2 separate regions of the Mus musculus genome follow, and region 1 is linked to region 2. Evidence: chromatin contacts called from public Hi-C data. All regions are on one chromosome and are shown on one strand. The core of a region is the stretch at or near the end of the contact, and the rest is flanking DNA. Distances in the headings are between cores, read along the strand shown. Region 1 overlaps Gm10790 (predicted gene 10790). Region 2 overlaps Adtrp (androgen dependent TFPI regulating protein).

Region 1 (4,049 bases), core at 216-2,715, 110 kb before region 2:
ATCTGACACCAATGTGCATTCCGTCCAAGGACACTTCAGTACTGTGAGTCCTTCTGTCTCCACAGTAAGTGTGAGGCTGTCCTTGGTCACTTTTTAGAGTTTTCTATTTATTCCCCAGAATTCTGACATTTAATCAGTTTGGGTTTTGGGGGCCCCATGGACATGCTTAACACTGACAAAAAATATTTTTTAAGATAAAGCCATTATTCTTAACTCACATTACCCCTGTGTCTAGTTAGGGTTCTAACTGTGAAGAGACACCATGATCGTGGCAACTCATATAAAGGAAAACATTTAATTGGGGCTGGCTTACCGTTTTGGAGATTTAGTCTATTATCATGGAAGGAGACAAAGCAAGATGCAGGCAGATGTGGTACAGGAGATGGAGCTGGGAGTCCTCCATCTTGATCCACAGGCAGCAGAAAGAGACTGCCCCCACTAGGCCTAGCTTGACCATATGAGACTCAGAGCTGGCCTCCACTGTGACAGACTTTCTCCAACAAGGTCACACCTACTCCATCAAGGCTATATCTCTAATAGTGCCACTCTCCATGAGGCAAACATTCACACACATGAGTCTAGTGGGGACATCTCTTTTCAAACCACCACATCCTATTACTATAATTGTGGTTAGCACTTCAAGTAGATTGAACAATATGTTGCATGCCCCCTGTCCAGCCTCTTTGTTGGCATAGGCTTTCAGTGATGAAGGCTTTGTACAGAATACCAACCACTTTGATTTTACATTGAAAGTTGGATGGTTACTGCCTTGAAATTTGGGTGCTTGTGACAGTTACTAAGAATAAGATAATACGTTTGTCTTAGCAAGTTTTGTGTATTATAGAAGAAAGACTAAAAAGATGTTGAATTGATTTCACCTCTATGGGTCTCTTCCTAAGCTCTACCCCAAGCAAAGGATGTCTTTTATGGTGACTAAAAGGTGAGAGGGGTCTAGAACCCTTGAAAACAAGACAAGCATAGGAGCATAAGCAGCAAAAGGATTTAGGGGTTCCTCAACCCTTGATTAAATCCTCTCTGTTGGTGTATGGGAAAGATGGGATTGAAAATCATGGATGTGGCTTTCAAAAAACAACTTAGATTCATTTGTAGACAGAACAGGACCCTGTGTCCTCAGCATGTGACATGTGACTAGCCATCCAGAACCACAAATCATAACGTCGTTGAGCCAGGGAGTTCCCCCAAGGTCATGCTGCCTATCAGTGGCAGAGTAAATACTCAGTAAGGGTTTTTTCCCCCTGAATATCAGCAGAAGGCAGAGTTCCTTGTATCATCTCCATAGACAGTTGGGATGGTTGCCATGACTAACAAGAAAAACACCAGTCTCCTCTAACGTGTTGAGCTATGGAAATCTTAACTGCTATGAACCGAGTCTCACTCCCAGCGAGGAAGTCTTCTCTCTGACTAGACATGTAGAGAAATGGAATATGTGTCCACTCGTGGCAACACGTGACATCTGGGACAATTTCTTAGGACAATGGCACTTGTTCTGTTCTATCATGAGCTAATTCTCCATTGGATGGAACAAAGTTCCATTGTGATGTGCAAGAAAAATATCTACAGCAGGGTCAGCCATAGTACGATTGACACTTAGCCTGCATAGTTCTTTGGTTTTTTTGTTTGTTTGTTTGTTTGTTGGTTTGTTGGTTTGTTTGTTGTTTTGGTTTTTTTTTTTTTTTTGGTTTGTTTTGCTGCTGTGGGTCTGTCCTGGACGCTGTAGACACTTTAAAGAGCCCCTAGCTTCTGCCCACGAGATACTAGTTGTGACCACATGTATCTTCAGACTTTTCCAAATGGCCTCTAGGGAACGAAAACTTCCCGTCTTGGGATCCACTGATCTACACAGATTGGCTATAAAAAGTTCCCTTTCTCTGGTAATTAAGTCTGAAATATAGATAACAGGTTCTTAAAAAACGAATTCTTCTTTTCACACTGGAGTCTTTGAAGATGACATGTTAAAACAAAAACATTCCAAGCTTTGGAGAGGCAAAGAATCTTTATATAAATACAGTGAACCCTTGAGACCATCAAAGAGCAGTACAGAAAATAAGATTCTGTGTGTGGCATGGGAAAGATGTTCTGAGCCTACCATTTAGCTTGGGCCTGCTTTGCTAATGGTCACAGCACGACAATTAATCTCTGTGTGCTTGTCTTTAAGCTACACAATGTCTAAACATGATTGAAAAAATATATTCTTCTTTTGAAAATAGAACAACTATTTGCAAAGATGGCTCAGTCGGCAGGAGGCTCTGCTGTCACTCCCTGGATTCTATTTTTGCTGAGAGGAGCCAGTGCCTTTAAAAGAGACACCGAGTCTAATGTTCAGTTAAACAGCTCTTGCTTCTACATGGTATGAAGATAAATTTGCTTAATTGGTCAAACTCTTGCCTTGAAACATAATCTTAAGGTGAATGTTAGGAAGGTACCTGGAAGGTGGAAATATAGCAGTTTCTAGAAAAGCTTTTGAATTGTTGACTATTGCCTAATACTGGTATTTCTGACTGCTGGTACTAGGTTCACAATGGAATGCTGCCTCAGTTGCCTATAAAAGGAACTTCCCGTCACCTTGATACTGACCCCACCTATCTTCCCTGTGTATGGGGTGAAGGTGAAGATTGTGGGTGAGGGGTAGAGGGGCAACAGAATGTCAGATTTGTCTAGTGAAAAACAGAAAATCTTCAACAAAGATGGGTTATTTCCAAGTTCAAAGTGTATTCTATGCTAAGAATTTTAAGAACATTAGACCTTTAGAAACATATAAATAATTATGTTATTATGTTAACATAGTCATTTCATGATATCTAGAAAGGAGCTGGTTCCAGGTCCGTAGAACATTCCCCAAACTACAGATGCTCAGACGTATACCCCTCCCATAAAATCGCATAATATTTTCATGTTACCTGTGCATAACCCCTAAATCAAGTCAAATTCCTTTTAGGTGACTCAAGGCACCAAATGCAAGCCCATGTAAACAGTTGTTATGCAGATTTGCCTGGGGAAATGACTAAATAAAATTGATACAATTTTTTCAAATGCTGTCTATGGTTGGTTGAATTTATGAATTCAGAATATATGGATGCAGAGAGCTGACCATATGTATGCTAAATACATATATATACATGTTTTGTATACACACACACACACGTCTATGTGTGTCTTGATTTCTGTCTCATTCTCTCCATAAGTCAGAGACTTGTTATGTAGTTTATGCCTGTCTGAAACTTACTATGTCTCTCTCCCAGGCTGTCCTCAAATGCCATGTGATTCCCTTGCCTTCACCTCCCTACCACAGAGATTACAGATGTACACTATAAAGCCTTCTTGTATTTGGTATTTTTAAAAACTGTGTCAAGTCCTGAAAATGCACTGTTACCATACATGTATGAATGGATGAAGCTGTTTGATTTGATGATGGTTATTTCACTGCTATGCAGATATTTCAACAGAGCTCCCATAATATGGCTGGCTAAATCAGGCAAAAGATGGTATTGGATCCTCTGGAACTGGAGTTACAGACAGTTGTTAACTGCCAGGTAGGTCCCAGTAGCTAAACCTGGGTTCTCTGCAAGAACAGCTGGTATTCCCTATAGGAAAACCAGCAGTCTCAATTAACCTGGACCCCCGAGATCTCTCAAACACTGAGCCACCAACCAGGCAGCATACACCAGCTGATATGAGGCTCCCAACATATATACAGCAGAAGACTTCCCTGTCTGGACTCAGTCAGAGAAGATGCACCTAACCCTCAAGCGACTTGAGGCCCCAGGGAGTGGGATAGGTTTGGTGGGGTAAAGGGTGGGGATGGGGGTGTGGCGAGGAGGTATGAAATGTGGAACAGACAGAGGGTGGACCAGGAGAGGGATAAAGTCTGGACTGAAAAAAAAAATTAAAGAATAAATTAAAAAATTTAAAATTGAATTAAATTAAATTAAAAACGGTTGCGCTCATTGTAAAAATGGCTATCTTGCCAAAAGCAATCTACAGATTCAATGCAATCCCCATCAAAATTCCAACTCAATTCTTCAACGAAT
Region 2 (3,857 bases), core at 746-3,245:
TTTCCTACACTAGGACTTGCTTATACTGTCCTTCTTACCTGGAAACCTCCTCACCTGCTCTTTTTTTTTTTTTTAAATTAGGTATTTTCCTCGTTTACATTTTCAATGCTATCCCAAAGGTCCCCCATACCCACCCCCCCCCCAATCCCCTACCCACCCACTGCCCCTTTTTGGCCCTGGCGTTCCCCTGTACTGGGGCATATAAAGTTTGCGTGTCCAATGGGCCTCTCTTTGCAGTGATGACCGACTAGGCCATCTTTTGATACATATGCAGCTAAAGACAAGAGCTCCCGGGTACTGGTTAGTTCATATTGTTGTTCCACCTATAGGGTTGCAGTTCCCTTTAGCTCCTTGGGTAATTTCTCTAGCTCCTCCATTAGGGGCCGTGTGACCCATCCAATAGCTGACTGTGATCATCTACTTCTGTGTTTGCTAGGCCCCGGCATAGTCTCACAAGAGAGAGCTATATCTGGGTCCTTTCAGCAAAATCTTGCTAGTGTATGCAATGGTGTCAGCATTTGGAAGCTGATTATGGGATGGATCCCTGCATATGGCAATCACTAGATGGTCCATCATTTCGTCACAGATCCAAATTGTGTCTCTGTAACTCCTTCTATGGGTGTTTTGTTCCCATTTCTAAGAAAGGGTAAAGTGTCCACACTTTGGTCTTTGTTCTTCTTGAATTTCATGCGTTTGGCAAGTTGTATCTTATATCTTGGGTATCCTAAGTTTCTGGGCTAATATCCACTTATCAGTGAGTACATATTGTGCGAGTTCCTTTGTGATTGGGTTACTTCACTCAGGATGATACCTTCCAGGTCCATCCATTTGCCTAGGAATTTCATAAATTCATTTTTTTAATAGCTGAGTAGTATTCCATTGTGTAAATGTACCACATTTTCTGTATCCATTCCTCTGTTGAGGGGCATCTGGGTTCTTTCCAGCTTCTGGCTATTATAAACAAGGCTGCTATGAACATAGTCTCACCTGCTCTTATATGGCTCTCTTTATTGCTGCAAAACAGTATTAATCCTGACCTCTGAATGGCCATCCCTAATCTGTCCATACTGTGCATTTCTCTGTGTATTTCCAGGCATAGTTTCTCAGTCTCCCTTCACAGTGCATACAACACATCATGTTAGTATTTGTGTTTTTCTTTTCTTTTTTAAAATATTATTATTATTTATACGAGTATACCATTGCTCTCTTCAAGCACACCAGAAGAGTTGTGAGTGCATCAGATCCCATTACAGATGGTTGTGAGCCACCATGTGGTTGTTCGGAATTGAACTCAGGACCTCTGGAAGAGCAGTCAGTGAGCCATCTCTCTAGCCATCTCTCTAGCCTGTGTTTTCTTGATTATAGAAAATTTTGTCCTTCGGTGAAGTCTTCAAGAGTAGAGTTTGCCTTTGGATCATAAATGCCTTATAGATCTCATTGTATCTAAGAAACAATGAAGATTGCATGAAAGGACCAAGGTGTCACTGCTTCGTTTCATTGCTTCTTTGGAATCTTGACTGACCCCAAGATTCTTTCTCTTTAGGGACACAGTAGTATATGATGAAGTCAGGTGGCACTGGAGGCAGAAGAGACGTTTACTGTGGAAGCAATTGATACTTTTGAAATTTGGTGTGGGTGTGTTTTCCTTTTCTACAGAAAGTTGTAATGAAATTCCACTGAATTCCCTAGTGCCTTGAAATAGCTATGCAAACTCTGTTTCTACTTGAGTGAGACATGGTATACTTGAGGATGGTTTAAGACAAGCACAACGCCATGGTTAGAGCATCTGTTTTATTGAAGGACGCATAGCATCCATCATGGCTTCCATTGTGGCTCAAAGGTAGACCTTTCAGTGGAGACTTTCACTGATCTCCGATTTCCTTGGTTATTTCCATTGCTGGGTGTGCATTAGACAGCAACATTCCTGTAGCCAAGGAGAGTTCAAAAGGTCATTGAAACTGGGGAGAAGTGTGGCTGAAGATGAAAGGCAGAAGAGAAACAGACACACAATCGTGGAAGCCACCAGATTAATGAGATGTGTTCAAAAGAAAGCGAAGAATACATGGTTGAAAATAGAAGCATCCTTTCTCTGTGAATGAACATGAGTGAAAGGCCCCTTGGGCAATGGCTAGTCAGAGCTTGACACTGAGAAGTGGACTCCATATATAAGCAAAGGTTCCTACAGAAGGGTGATGTGTGGGGTTATCTTGTACGGAAGAAGCGGACCCTTGTTCAAAGCTTCACCAGGAAGAACCACTTCTTTAATGGTCTTCACCAAACCCAGCATTTCTTCTGCTGACTGGTAATCATGGCTGTCTTATTTTAAGAACAGAATTTTAAGAAAAACCTCAAAGGAGTTCAGCCTTTCACTTCCCTTCCAAAGAACAGATGCTGCCAGCAAGAACTCAGACCTGAAAGCTAAAACGCATCAACATGCAGAGGACTGCAGGGGAGTTTTTGCTGTATTGTGTTTCCTGCATTGGGAAAGTGAAAGGTGCTGAATCATTCCAGAGGGGTATTCCAGACACCTCACCAATCATGTTTTGGGCATATTATCTCCAGACACAAATTCAGACTCCCAAAAGCCACATTTTACTGTTCTTTGTTGAGAAGATTTCTCATAACCTTTAGAGCCCTTTTGATTTTCTTTTCTCTAAGAAAACAAGAAGAAGGAAGTAGATCAACTTTCTGGGTAAGGGGAAGTTGGTATGGGTGTCCCAGGCATGCTTTCTCAGGAGTGTGGAGGGTCCTGAGAGTGACCTTGCTATCGATTTAACCTGCACATAGGTCACCAGATTTTATACTCACAAGTGAGATTTTAAGTCAATTTCAGGGTTTGGGGAACAGCTGGAAATGACAATATGGCAGTGTGCCATGTCTAAGAATACCATCAACAGGAGGTTGACACTAGTGGTCCTCTGGGTGAGGAATACAGGGGTCACTGTGGGGAGCGGGTGTGGCGGCAGTCCCAAAGGCGCCAGGGACTGTAGCTAAGTCGTATGACTTGCACCTGACTTCCTCATATAAGACACAAACATCTTGAGTGCTGCGCAGGTGTACCAGGATACAGGTGAATCCAATTTGGTGGAGATTTGCCCCTGCTGCCCTGATTAGCTGAAGCCTCGTGACTGGCGAGGGGGCATGGCCTGCGGTTCGTGGATGAGAGAGAGTATAAAAGGAGTGAGAGGCCCAGGGTTCGGGGGAGATATATAAACAAGGGGGAGATATAAAAACAAGGGAGATATAAAAACAGGGGAGATATAAAAACAAGGGAGATAAAAACAGGGGAGATATAAACAGGGGAGATATAAACAAGAAGAAATAGGACTGAATAAACGTGTGCAGAAGGATCCTGTAGCAGCGTCGTTCTTCCTGGCCAGTTGGGCGCGCGCAACAGGTCACTGTGAAAGAATGATCAACATGGGAATGCAGGGAGGAACTGAATCTTCTTGCCTCTAAACCCAGTCAGTTTGCTGCTGTGTCTTTGTGGCGTGTGCATGTGTGCATTTGAGTGTACATGTGCATATGTATACACATGTGTGGATCTTCAAGTGTAGATTCAAAACTGTGTCTTTTGAGATATTAGATGGATAGTGAGTGAGGACATTTCTCAGCCCAAATTCTTATCCATCTTTTCCACTGAGACCTCAACAGAAGGTGCATAGAGAGACATTAATCCTAAATTGTGTGTACTTAGGGAAATCACCAATGATCAACAGCCATCCACACAGAGCAGCTGGTGAACTCTTTCAAAGTAGGATGATGGGTGTGCACGAGGAAGGAAGGAGAAAGCAGGGGAAATGGTCCCTCATGGGATCTGCCTTGAGGAGGGCCTAGAACTGTGCCCCCAAACTTGT

What was found. A called contact is a pair of places that touch in the nucleus more often than the background predicts.
Region 1: a contact with region 2 is called in a Hi-C map of the CH12 cell line, with 2.5 times the contacts expected there. The contact joins two enhancer-like sites. A contact is called at or near these places in 4 of 39 promoter capture datasets (3T3-L1-derived adipocytes, embryonic stem cells, liver and 1 more), 1 of 484 Hi-C or Micro-C datasets (the CH12 cell line) and 1 of 9 other capture datasets (embryonic stem cells).

The regions. Positions count from the first base shown.
Region 1 is chr13:41,894,912-41,898,960 of GRCm38.p6, reverse strand. All of the region lies in intron 3 of Gm10790 (predicted gene 10790), which reads right to left. Among named protein-coding and RNA genes, the nearest start is that of Gm22157, 4.7 kb to the left of the region's middle. Within about 2 kb of position 1,465, at least 23 of the 459 cell types and tissues checked have an H3K27ac peak or open chromatin away from gene starts, as enhancers often do. A contact at or near this core is called in the CH12 cell line, where this site is marked.
Region 2 is chr13:41,786,914-41,790,770 of GRCm38.p6, reverse strand. All of the region lies in intron 4 of Adtrp (androgen dependent TFPI regulating protein), which reads left to right. Among named protein-coding and RNA genes, the nearest start is that of Adtrp, 59 kb to the left of the region's middle. Within about 2 kb of position 1,995, at least 49 of the 459 cell types and tissues checked have an H3K27ac peak or open chromatin away from gene starts, as enhancers often do. A contact at or near this core is called in the CH12 cell line, where this site is marked.